3 separate regions of the Rattus norvegicus genome follow, and regions 1 and 3 are each linked to region 2. The links are chromatin contacts, called in public Hi-C maps. All regions are on one chromosome and are shown on one strand. The core of a region is the stretch at or near the end of the contact, and the rest is flanking DNA. Distances in the headings are between cores, read along the strand shown.

What was found. A called contact is a pair of places that touch in the nucleus more often than the background predicts.
Region 1: a contact with region 2 is called in a Hi-C map of liver, with 4 times the contacts expected there. The contact joins the enhancer-like site here to the promoter of Irx3 in region 2. A contact is called at or near these places in 5 of 12 Hi-C or Micro-C datasets (Schwann cells, frontal cortex, hepatocytes and 2 more) and 1 of 1 datasets of contacts at active chromatin or transcription factors (oligodendrocytes).
Region 3: a contact with region 2 is called in a Hi-C map of hepatocytes, with 2.8 times the contacts expected there. The contact joins the enhancer-like site here to the promoter of Irx3 in region 2. A contact is called at or near these places in 8 of 12 Hi-C or Micro-C datasets (Schwann cells, frontal cortex, hepatocytes and 4 more).

The regions. Positions count from the first base shown.
Region 1 is chr19:31,793,554-31,797,756 of GRCr8, reverse strand. All of the region lies in intron 1 of Fto (FTO, alpha-ketoglutarate dependent dioxygenase), which reads left to right. Among named protein-coding and RNA genes, the nearest start is that of Fto, 69 kb to the left of the region's middle. Within about 2 kb of position 2,471, at least 11 of the 93 cell types and tissues checked have an H3K27ac peak or open chromatin away from gene starts, as enhancers often do. A contact at or near this core is called in hepatocytes and liver, where this site is marked.
Region 2 is chr19:31,383,728-31,387,611 of GRCr8, reverse strand. Irx3 (iroquois homeobox 3) reads right to left here and starts at 2,494. Exons shown (of 4, transcript NM_001395133.1): 1 at 1,814-2,494; 2 at 522-1,647; 3 at 266-332. The coding sequence starts at 2,089.
Region 3 is chr19:31,652,334-31,656,610 of GRCr8, reverse strand. All of the region lies in intron 8 of Fto (FTO, alpha-ketoglutarate dependent dioxygenase), which reads left to right. Among named protein-coding and RNA genes, the nearest start is that of Fto, 210 kb to the left of the region's middle. Within about 2 kb of position 1,285, at least 11 of the 93 cell types and tissues checked have an H3K27ac peak or open chromatin away from gene starts, as enhancers often do. A contact at or near this core is called in hepatocytes and liver, where this site is marked.

The sequences.
Region 1 (4,203 bases), core at 1,222-3,721, 410 kb before region 2:
TAAATAAATGAGTAGCTGCCTGCATTGGATGACACTTGGTATCAGAACTGTGTGTGTTGGAAGTGAGCAAGCATCAACAGAGAGCCTGGCTTCGGCACCACATCTTGGGTTAAAATGGAGAAGAAAAGTTACACATGGGATTTTAATTTTCTCCATGGCTGTAAGTTAGGCTCCATTTAATTCTTTGTGGTTTTACAAGCCCTTCTAGGCTCCCACTATTTCTATGCCAACAATTTTATCATTTACAGAGCACGATCAGAATTAACTGACAGAAGACTGAACAGGCTGGAAATAAGTTGAAAGCAAGAAATACTTTGTCGGGCCATTAGCTTGTGCTCCGTGACTGGAGGGAGCCTGTTTACCATATCTTTGCTTTGATTCTCTTATTCCTACAGCTGGCATAGTGCCCTCCGCTCTCCTGTGTCTGCCGAAAGATGAAACGAGAGCTCCTAGGAATAACTCTGCTTGTATTTATTTTCTTGGCCCCCAATAAATGTAAGGTGTGGTTTTAATCACCTAGGGTGGCTAAGGAGCTTCCCCTGTTGACTCCATGATGAACTGTAGGGAACTTAACGGGAAGATGTTACAAGCTGGGGTCTCTCGGACTTTGTCACTCATGCTGGGAGGACACACATACATATCATTTGGATTTCCGAGACAGAGTTTCTCTGTGTAGCCCTGGCTGACCTAGACTTCACTCTGTAGACCAGGCTCGCCTCAAACTCACAATATCTGCCTGCCTCTGCCTCCCGAGTGCTGGGGTTAAGAACATTTGCTCTGAGCAGGGCTTTCTTTGTGAGTTCCAGCCCCCACTTTGAAGCGCCTCCCACTTTGCTGCTCCTGCTTCTGCCCACAAGCCTCTGCTCACATCTGTGTCTGTCGATGGTGCATGTATGGATTTGGGTACAGGAAGCTGTGACAAGAGGTTGTTTCTGTATAGCAGCCTCCCAAGGAACAGAGGCATGGACTCGAAGCTAAGCTCTAGAGGCGGGCTTCTGAAGCAATGTTTTGGACTAGCTTGTCAAGGAGCCCCACATCTGCCACATGTGGGCAGGATAGGAATCGGGAAGCCATCATCAGTACAGTCTGTTTGTGAAGACAGACAGCTGTGGTAAAGCCAGAGACAGCCAGAAAAAAGGAAGGTGCCACCATGACAAGTGGTGTTTAAATGGAATGACTTTGTGGCCTTTTCTGGCCTTGTGCTGAAAATCCAGTGTTTGGACAACTACTTTGCAGAGAAAGCCCAAGCCTCACCATGGTGATTATTTTCTTTCTACCTTCTGAGTCTCTTGTATGGGGCCCCGGGCCTGGTGAGGGCTGATACTCACCCAGAGCCTTGGCTGCAAACCAGCATTTTGTTTCTTTCCCAGCATAGCAAATAGCTAGCAGGTACTGTTTAAGTATGTGGTCAGTGCTGTTGACTCCTTTGTTCTGTGTCACTGAGGCACTGTGCTCATTACTGTCCCCTCTGGCTCCCGGAGCTCTAGAGGCTACAGTTTGGTCTCCACCCCCTGGTTCAGGCCCAACTCCTGCCTCCCTGTGCCTTCTCAGTGGTCTTCTCAGGGTCTGGCCCTCTGACCTCCAGTCTTGGTTCCTTTGAACTGAACCATATTATAAATATATTAGAGTTAAAACACAGGGCAACAAATTAAACAGACTCTCTCTCTCTCTCTTTCTCTCTCTCTCTCTCTCTCTCTCTCTCTCTCTCTCTCTCTCAGTCACTCACTCAACAAAATTATGCCTTCACTGTGTTCCTGTCCTTCTCAAAAGCCTTTTGTGGCTGCTTATTACATTCAGGACGGAATCCAGACCCCTCAGCCAGACTCTCTGGACCTTCCATATCAGGGCACGGTCTGTCATCCCCGCCTTATCTCCCGCTCTCCCCTGCTGAAACCGACGGTTAGCCAAAGGTCTAATCACTGATGCTTGATCAGCGGCTTTGATTACTGACTTTTTAGCTCTGCCGCCCTATTACCTGTCGATCTGTTTTCTGCTTTCTTCTTCTCCTCATCACCTTGGCACATGGTTCTTCTCTCCTTTGTTCAGACTTCTTAAAGCACTATTTACTGAGGCGTTTTTATTTTATTACCCGCACTGTTAGTTTTCTTTTCCTGTTTTTCATGTAGGCAGTATAAATATTTGTTATGGATTGATTGATCTGTTGATTCTGCATGGCTTTGACATCCACTTGCTTGGGAAAGGGGGAAGGTAGAGGGTCAATGTGGGGCTGAAGCAGAAGCCTGTGTCTGTGACTTTGTCCTTTTGATTTCTAGTGAAAGGACAAATTAACTATTTGCTTTGAGCAAACTAACGCAGTGTTTTGTGGGTTTAGTATCTGAAAAGGACCCAGGGAGGGAAAGCCTGGGAGTTGAGCTCTTCCCTGTTTGCCAGGCTGGATGAGCTTCTCCCTGCCACAGCCTTGCAGTTTGCTTAAGCGAGGGTTGTGAAATCACAGTGGAATTTGTGGTTGCCTGCTGAGGAGGAGGAAGAGAGGTTCTGAGTAAATCAGACATGCAGATTAGTAAGGCATGGGCTCTAACAGATCATACAATAAGCCCCAAGAAATTCATTTCATCATCTTTCTGCAGGGCGACAATGTGTATGTATGTACACATGTGTACATGTGCTTGTTATGTGTTTGTATGCATGTGTATGCATGTACTTTGTGTGTGTACGTGAAAGCAGCTAATTGTACATTTTCTTTAGTCTAGAGTTCTCAAACTTTTTTTCCCAGCCCTTTTGTACTAAAGTTTATTTAGAATCCCCAAACCTCTTGTTTCTGTAGAAGCTTGTCTGCTGGCAGCTACTGAATCACAAAATAACTTTATTCATTTAATAGTAGCAGGGACTGTGACTTTTTTTTATATAAAAATAAGTTTTCCAATACCAAAATGTATCAGAAAGAGTGACTGTTTTTACATATTAGCAAATCTTTGTATTGTCTAGCACAGTAAAAGCTGGGTTCTCGGAGCTGATGTTGTATCTAGTTGTTCTGCTGTATTGTTTTGCTGGAGGCGTATGAGGAAGATCCAGTCTTCCTCAGGTATTGAGGCGGGGGTATTTGAGTGGGCTTCATTGATAATTCACTGAACCTTGACGAGGGTCAGCTTATTTTTTTCATTTTTACTTTATTTAGTTTTATAATGGTAGTTTTTTAATTAACAAATGATTGTGTAAATGGAGCGCATCGTGATGTTATATCTGGTACCTGCATATATTGTGAGATGGTTAAGTGAGGCTAATTAGCATACCCTTCCCTTGATTATCATTTAGAACCTGGCCTTTTAACAACTTAGAGATGGTAAATTGATATGAACTAGAGTCACCAGGGCTTACTCCTGTGTCCATCCAAACTTGGTGACTCAGTGACATTGGGTTCTCCTTTCTATCCCTGATCCGGATGGCTCTTCTCTCCTGAGTGTCCACAGGCAAGGTCATGCATTCTCTTCCAGCACAGAGTAAAACAGGCAAATACTAACGTTACTAGAAGAGTATCGATCATGAGGAACCTTTGCCAAACCCCCAGACTAGAGACCAATTAGGAAGAGTTCAACAGCAACGCAGGGTAGAAGAGTTTTAGTGTTTGTTTCTTCAAGGCTAATTTCTTTTCCATCCTGGAGCTTAGCCATCAAAAGGAGAAAAGTATTTCTTTCCTATTCTTCATTTCTTAGCGTAGGGTTTAGGGTTAGGGTTAGGGTTAGGGTTAGGCTTTGTTTATCATTTTTAAAAATTTAGCGTTTAAACTTGTATTTAGTTTTGTTTTGTGTGTAGGGGTGTTAGCGTCCACATGTGTGCCTGTGCACCACCTGAATGCAGGGCCCACAGAGATCAGAAGAACGCATCAGGTGGGTGTGAGGCAGCGTGAGGATGGCAGGATCCGAACCCCGGTCCTTTGTAAGATCAGGCAGCTTCCAACAGCTGATTGGTCCTTCTGACCCTTATTCTTTATTAAAAACAACAACAACGGGGGGAGGTCTTGTCTTGTTTTGTTTTTCCAGATCTGTTTCAGTAATAATAAATGCTCAGCTTAAACCACCGTGATTGCTGTTGCTCCTGGTGTTTGCTGGGAAATTAGACACTGAGTGCTGCAGACATGGCAGAGACTGGGCAGGTGGGTGCTCCTGCTGCAGGCACCGGCTGCTGGGGACTTTTGTAAGGGAAGCCTGCTCCAGAGCAAGGCGTCCCCCCCCCTGTCCCCGTGGG
Region 2 (3,884 bases), core at 1,245-3,744:
GTAAGGGCCAGACTTCCCTAGCTCTATACCACAGGCCCTGCCTTAGGTGCCCGGAGCCGAGAATGGAAACTTAACTATGGGTCCACAAGAAGTGACAGATGAGTGGGTTTTGTGTCTTTTAGAAATAGTTTTCCAGAAACTTCACTCTCTTCCTAGGGGGCAAAGGGCTCCGGCTACTGGCTACTGGCTACTGGCTACTGGCTCTGTTTTCCTTATCCCTCCCGAAGGGTCTCCCACTCTGCTTCCCAAATTCGGAGTCTCTTACCGCCTTGGCACCGGCTGGAAAGCTGTCTTAAGTAACTTTTTCTCCACTTCCAAGGCACTACAGCGATCTGTAGGAAACAGGGGGGAAGAAAAAGGAGGCCTTTAGAATGCAGGCTTCAGGCCTCCAGGGCCGCTGCACCCGCATAGGAGCAAAGAGGGAAACATCGTGCGTTCCCCCTAAGTCCCATTCTTTCCCTTTAGCCTGGGCGAGAGCCCCACCAACACCCTCCCACTGTGCCCTACATTTTTCTTGTCACCTGTTCCACTCTCTGGCTCCGCAGGCCGAGCATAGGCGGCGGCGGCCGCAGCGGGGTGGCCTGCGGCTCCGGGAAGTCCCAGCAGGTGCTGTGGGGCCGAGCCTAGCATGGACAGCGGGTGCGGCCGCGGACCGGCCGGCGGGCCTGGGAAAGGCCTGTTGGTCCAAGCGGGGAATTTGCCAAGCGGCGCCGACACCAGTCTGTGTGCTGCAGCAGCCGCTGCGGCGGCCGCGGGCGAGAGCTGCAGCGTCGGGGGCGCAACGGCTGCCCCGGGAGGAGAACCTCCGGCTCCGGGAGGCGATCGACGTGGGTTGTCCGGGCTAGTGGCCGTCTCGGCCAGTGACCAGATCTTGGGCTTCTGGAGGGTGGAGGAGGGCGCCGGTGCCGGAGCGCAGGGGTCCAGGCCGGAGGGTGGAGAAGGTGGAGACGCAGGAGCCCTGGCCACGGGCGGTGGCGCGGGAGCCAAGCTCAGGACGGACAGTGGTCGCTCCTCCAAGCTTTCGGAGCTGTCGTCCGAGTCGCTATTTTTGCAGTCTGAAATGGGTCCTAGGCCGAAGTCTCCGTTCCTATGCGCCGTCCCAGCCAGGGTTAGTTCCGACCCGGCTGCCGCGCTGTCTAAGTTTTCCAAATCGATCTCCTCATCCTCGTCGTCGTCGGCCAGGCCCTCGCCCCCCGTGTCCTCCTCCTCTCCTGCGAGCTCCTCCTCCTCCATCTCCAGCTCGCGTTTGCCCTCTTCCTCGTCTTCCTCTTCGTCCTCCTCCTCCCGCTCGCTCCCATAAGCATTGCCCTCCTCGTCCGTGCGACTACGGGGAGCCCACGTCATCTTGTTTTCCTTCTTGAGGCGCCGGCGCGCGTTGGCGAACCAGGTGGACACCTGGGTGAGGGTCATTTTGGTGATGATGGCCAACATGATCTTCTCGCCCTTGGTGGGGTACGGGTTCTTGCGGTGTTCATTGAGCCAGGCCTTAAGCGTGCTTGTGCTTTCCCGGGTGGCGTTCTTGGGACGGGACGGGTCCCCGAACTGGTACTGGCCGTAGGGGTAGAAGGCGGGGTGCGGGTGCGGGAACGCGGCGGCCGTGGCCGGATGCTGGACCCCAGGGCTGTCCTTCAGCTCATACTGAGCGCCCTGTGCGCACATGGAAAAGGAAGGGGACACGCGCGGGGGGAGCACGAGTGAGCTCCTGCCGTCGCCACCTCTATCCTCCCGCCCGGACCCCGGCTTTCTTCTGCACCCTCACCTTGCCCCACACCCCAACTCCAACCCCTCTTTCCCGGGTTTCTCCGGATCTTACCAGCTGTGGGAAGATGGGCAGCTCCGTGGCGTAGGGCAGGAAGGCGCCGTACCCCTGGGCGGCGGCGGCGGCTGCTGCGGCCGCGGCGTAGGGTGCCCCGTACACGGACGAAAGCACATTGGATAGGGACCCCGAGGCGGCCAACTCGGAGGCTCCGGCACCCGGACCGCTCCGGCCCCCAGCGCTACTGCCACCTCCGCCGCCGCCCGCGGCTGGCGGGCGCTCGGGTGGGTAGAGCGGGCGGATGTACTGGTATCCGAGCTGGGGGAAGGACATGGTGGCCCGCGGCGCACCTACGGACTGGGGGCCGGGCCCCCCGGGCCGCCGTGCTCAGCGCCGGACGCCGGCTCCGGAGAGCATCGGGGGCTGGGCCGAGCCCGGGCCGCGCTGCGTCGCGCTCCGCGTTCGCCTATTGATCTGCTCGGCGGCGGGCGACGGTGGCGGCGGCGGCAGCGAGGAGTCAGGTCAGGTCCGAACAGATTGGCCGAGATTCCCTGGGCTCCCGGCTCTGATTGACATTTCTACGGGGCCTCAAGCCCCTCCTCTCTGCGCAGCACTCCCTCCTCTAGGCCGGGCGAGCCGCTCTGCGCTAGGCGCTCAGTTCTGCCCTCCTCTCCCGGAGCTGTGTCGCGCCTCGCTTCCTTCGCCCTCCTCTAGTTTACACTCTCCTCCTGTCCTGTCCTCTCCCCTCCCCTAGCTGCGTCCCCCTCACCCCACCCCTGGCCGCTTCCGCTCCCGAGGCTCCTTCGCAGTTCTGGACGCTGGGAAACTGCGGTTCTTTTTCCTTTTTTCCCTTTCTCACGGTTGCTTTTGCTCACCTCTCTGCTCTCTTCACTTTTCCTAGTCTGACTCCTCTCTTTTTAAATCTACTCTCTCATTTTCTTTTCCCCCCTTCCCCGGTCTCCGCACCCTGGGCTAAGGCGATCTAAAGTTGAAGACACTTAGAATGCTGTGCGGGGGGTGTGTGTCCGCGTCAGTGTCTGTGTGTCTGTCTCCGCCCTTCCACCCCCTCCCTCACCCTTCCCCAAATCTCGAGTCTGACGTCGCGCCCTCTTATTCGACTTTTCCTTGCGTCTCCTCCTGGAGTCGCCAATCACCCGGGAGCCTTCTGGGCGAGGCGGCCCTCCCCCGCGAGTTCAGAGCGCCGGGCGGGGCGGGGCGGGACTGGACTCAGTCTCTTCCCGCCCCCTCCTGCCCTCACTGGGAGGGGAGAGCCCAGACCACGAGTGGCGGGTTAGTACAGGGTCACCTAGCCCCTTCGGTCTTCCAACTTCTCAATTCTCAGCCCCCTTCGAAGCTTTAGTTCCGGGATGGGACGGGACCCTAAACCAAGGCAGCCCCCACCCCCACCCGGGGAGTGGCTCTCTTTGCACTTTTCAGCTCTGGTCCCCTAGGACGCTCTCCATAGCCTAAACCTGCAACTGAAAGAGAGAACACGCTGCCTGGGAGTAGGGAGAGCTTAGGTTCCGAGCTTTAAAAGACCTATTCTGTGCAGGGTCGGGGGAGGGCGGGGAAACCCTGCAGTTTGTTCCATTTACACCTCCGGGGTACCTCGGTCAGAATCCTCACTTAGAAATAGTGAGTTTGGCGCCTAGGTGATCTCGCGAACAAGCAAGGAGTTGGTGGAGCTCCTGACTGTGGGGCGGGGGAGGAGCAGAGGAGCAAAGAGCCTCACTGCCGAGGCTCTGGGAACTTTCCGAAAGCTCTTCGAGAAGTTTCTATATTGGTGTGATTTTTTTTTTTTTTTGGTCGATCGAGACCATTCATTTCACTATCCCCTTTCCGCTCTCTGGTCCCCCAAACCCAGTGTTTTCTTTGGGCGAGAATCCCCCAGAGTCCTAGAGGGTGTGCATTGTGGGGGCGGGGAGCAAGACTGGTTTTAGGGTAGGGTATTTCCTAAATCTAACTTGCAATGTCCAAGTGCCCACCTTCACGGATTAGGGTGTGCAGGGGAAGGCCACACTGAAATCCCGGAATAGCTGTAGCTCCCAGATAAGCGACTTAGGCTGCAGCGGTGACCCACGCGTGGGCCAGGCCTGCTGTGGGCCTGCGGCCTGGACAACTCCCGGGC
Region 3 (4,277 bases), core at 36-2,535, 270 kb before region 2:
CCATGTTTAATATGGTATAGGGCTTTGGATAGAACCTTGCATGAGATTCCTCATTCTCAGTTTTGAATGTAGGACAAAGCAGGTTTTTTTCCTAGAGCAAATTGTGTGACGATGACATAGTGGTTGTCCATGTAGGATCCAAATCATACCGTCGGGGCTTGAACTTGGCTCCACTTCCTAACTCTAGGAAAGGCACAACTGAAGATCGTACTAGACATGTTACTCAGCTTCCTCTGAACCTCACTTCTTCTGTTAGTAATTTACCTGGGGATAATGGTGGGACCTACTGTAAAACACCTAGGACAAAAACCCGACACACATGAGGTACTCCGTAAGGTCATCCTCATCATAGGTCAGGTGGAAGTTTGAATGCGAATGACCCTCGTAGGCTTGTGTGTTTGAATGTCTCATTCCCAGTTGTTCTGGAAGGATTAAGAGGTGAGGCCTTGGAAGAGATGTGGTCTTGGAGGAGGTGTGACCTTGTCAGGGAAGGTAGGGTAGATCTGGAGGTTTCAAAAGACCCTTGCCAGGTTCAGTCTGTATGGCTCCTCCTCAAGGATCAAATGCCCAGCTCTCAGTTACTGCACCAGCACCATGTCTTCCTGCCATGTTGATCCTGGAGTCATGTACCTCCAGTTTAAACGCTCTCTCCTATAAGTTGCCTTGGCCATGATGGTGTCTTCTCACGGCAATAGAATAGGGTCCAGATGGACCAAAAGAACAAAGTGAAGAATGAACGCAGTCCGTCTTTCAAACTGCCCTCTCCTTTGACAAAGTGTCTTGATGCCAAGTCCCACTTGATGCCAGCAAGTACCCAGACCTGGTACTGCTGAATGGGGTTTGGAGAGGAAGCCTAACCTGGGCTAGTTCTTCTCTGGGCTTGGGCTAGGTATTCTTACCTATAATTGACAGATGTACGTATGGCTCCAAGCTTCCTTAGCATCTGGGCGTAAAAATCTAGGCAGTCCACAGGCATTTTGGATCAATTCAACTTCACCTAAAATACAGCGTCTTGATCCACATGACCTCCAGGCAGAGGGCATCCTCCAGCCTGGGTCAAAGATCCTCAAGAGCAGCAATCATGGACATGGCTTTCTCCGTTCTTTCCTTAAAATCTGGGGTGGAGCCACTGTTAGCCCTAGTGACAGCCAGAACTAGCTGAGAACTTCTGAAGCTCCAGGAAATGTTCGGTGTTCTCTGTGACGAGATTGCAGCACAGGACACAGAGCACCTCGCCCAGGGCAGCTGCTGGTCAGTAGTAGAGATGCAACCTAAGCCAGCATGCCAGGCTCCACTGCTGGGAGCACAGCGGCCAAGCCGTCACACACATGTCACCCAGCCACTCGCATGCTTCAGTATGTTGACTTCAGTCTCACGGTACAGGACATCCAGTGCTTTAGGCTCTTCCCTGCTGTGGAGGTAAGCAGGTGTGTGTCCGTAAATCGGTATTTCCTCTGCCAGCTGAACACACCTCCCCCTTCCAGCTCTGAGTGCATCTCTCCGTGAGGCAGTTGTCTGCAGCCCATGCTGTATGAGTCTCGCCGCCATTAGTCTTTTAATGGGAAGTCTCCACCTGTTATAGCTATGTTGTTTCTTTTGTATTGATCGCAATCTTTTCAGAAGAGAGTGGGGAGGAAGATGAGAACATCCAAGTTTAGCCTGCAAGACCCTGTACACCTTCCAGGTCAGGTAATTTCGGGGCTGTGTTAATCAAGGCCGAGTCGAGCAGGTGCCCTGAGGTGGAGGGGAGCGATTTCTCTGCTCCATCAGCTGCACAGTATGTTTATATCTAGGAAACAACTTACTACATGTGAAGAATAGTAATTTTATTCTATCTTAGGGGTGTCCCCAGTGTATTTTACAAATTTACTTTGGAATGAATATTCCAGGTTATAGATAAAAGTTTAACTGGTTTCGGGTTTCGAAAGTGCCAGGGTGGGGGAGAACAGCACTGCCGGCCTGTAGGGGACACTGTTGCATCATTTATCAGAATCCTCCAGTCTCTTGTCCTAGGACAAAAACAAAACAAATCTGAAAATGAAAATAGGCCAGTCACCTGAAAATTGCTCATTAAAACCGTTTGACGGGTCCCAGTTTCAGGCCTGCGTGTGGCTTCTCTGGTGTCGGTTGCTCGGGCAGCTCAGGATTCCAGGCACAGACGGAACCGGCTTGCCGTGTCAGGGAAAACACAGTGATTGGCATGACTTCTGATGAGCCGCCTCTGTTGCCACCCCTGGACTTTGTAATTTAATAAACATCCATGTTTTGTTGATCACCTTCATGGGCTCCTGAGATATGCCCGCACTGTTGAAAAGATTTCCTGGAAGAACCTTTTCAGAAATCTTGATTCTCTACCTTTTGTGCATCCTTCACTGCCAATGGTGTTTGTCTGTTTGTGCCAGTTGTAGTTCCTGGCAGGCTCCCCTGGGGTGGGGGTGAGGGGGCTGAGGTGTCACTATACCACCCAGCTCCCTGATAGCCTCTGGTTTGGTGCCCATCCCCTTCTGCTCTGTGGCTCTACCCACTTGCCCCATGGTTTAGCCACAACCACCCCCCCCCCACCTTCCTGTCCGGCTTGGCTTCTTCTGTCCCTGTACATGAGGCCTGCAAAGTGACTACCATGAAGCCTCAGAAAAGCCCAGTTTGTGCTGAGTGTGTGTGTGTGTGTGTGTGTGTGTGTGTGTGTGTGTGTGTGCGCGCGCACACACACACACACACACACACACACACGGCAATCACACTGCTAGCCTCCTCCGGTCCCTGTTTCACCATCAATTATGCCATGTGTTTCGTCCAGTTGGCGTTACCCTCCCAGTGTTAATTATAACCTACAAGACTGTTAGAGTTAATTTTATGGCAAGCATATTGTCTCTTCAAGGCTCCATAGCAGCTCATAAATTATCTTGAAGGTAAAATGTAACTTGGGGAACCAGTTATGAAAATTCCATCCATCTCGCTTAGAACTGCAGCTGCTACTGTCAGCTGCCTAGCTGCTGCATTGTGAAGGAATTATGGTGGGTCAGGTTTAAGAGGGTAGGCCCAGGCTGTCATGGAGGAGAAAGGCTGTCCTGGCCCTGTCAGACAAGTGCCTTCTGCCAATCCCTAGTGGTTTCACTTTAGAGGCAGACAGAGGCAGGTAGCGCAGGTGGACAGTCCCCAAGCTGTCTGTATTCATTACTTTACAGAGACTTGCAGGTAGGTAGGCAGGGCCTTTCCTCCCCTCTGTTGTCATGATGTTAGGCATCACCCACAAAATGTGAGGGAAATAACTTTATAACTCACCCCGGCTTGGTCCAGGAGACTGGCCAAGCACTGGGGAGGAATCTCCAGGGCCAGCCCCTCCATCAGCCCCTTGCTGGCCTCCCACACGGTGATTCCTATCTTACAGAAGCCCCAGGCTTGAGTGAGCATTTTATTTGTGGTTGTTATTTTTCATATAATCTGATAAAAGTGAGATTTCACTGTGAACGTACTCTTAAATTGCCTACTAAGTAAATTAGCGTGTTATCTTGTTGGGGTAATAAGCATACTCCTTTGCCATCCCCTCACGCCGAGCTGAAGCTTTACATTTCAGCCCTCGGGACTTTGGCATTATTATTTTTAATGACTGAACACAAGTCTTTCATTTAGCTTGTTTGTATAGTCACTGTAAATGATCTTTCTGCTGCCGGCTCTCCATTTGCCTTCTGCATGTTATGCCAGCTTTTAAAGCTTTGAGGGGGCCTCTGAGAGTTGGAAGCTGCGTTAAGCACAGCATCTTCTAGTAGCCCTGGAAACAGGCTGTGGCAGAAGAGTCAGACAGGGTGTGAGGAAGGTGTGCGTGTGCGTGGAAATCTGAGTGTGGGTTTGAGTGATGTCACGCAGAGTGTTGTGGATGGCAGGTGAGAGTCCTCAGCGGTGTGGGAACCGCCACTCCCCAGGCTGCTGCTGTCGTCTTTCCCCTACGCGTTGCTGGGTAATTTGGTTGCATCCGTGCTTCTACTGGCTTCTGTAACCATGGCGCCTGAGACCACTGTGCCTAGGTTCTGTAATTAAGCTAAGGAGACCTGGCAGGACACTCACAGAGGTAAAGTGCTGTCCAGTGAGGCTCTGGGCTTTATGGAGGAGGCGCTCGAGCTCTTGGTGAGCAGGCGTGAGAGTTGGATATTTGCGTTCCAATAGCAAACCCAGTTGTCCCATCCGTAGGGCCTGCAGAGGTGGAGGAAGCCAGGGGGGCGGGGAGGGGTTGAGGTGAGGGGATGTCCCACTGTATTTGAAGGGGTCTGTTTAGCCCTGCA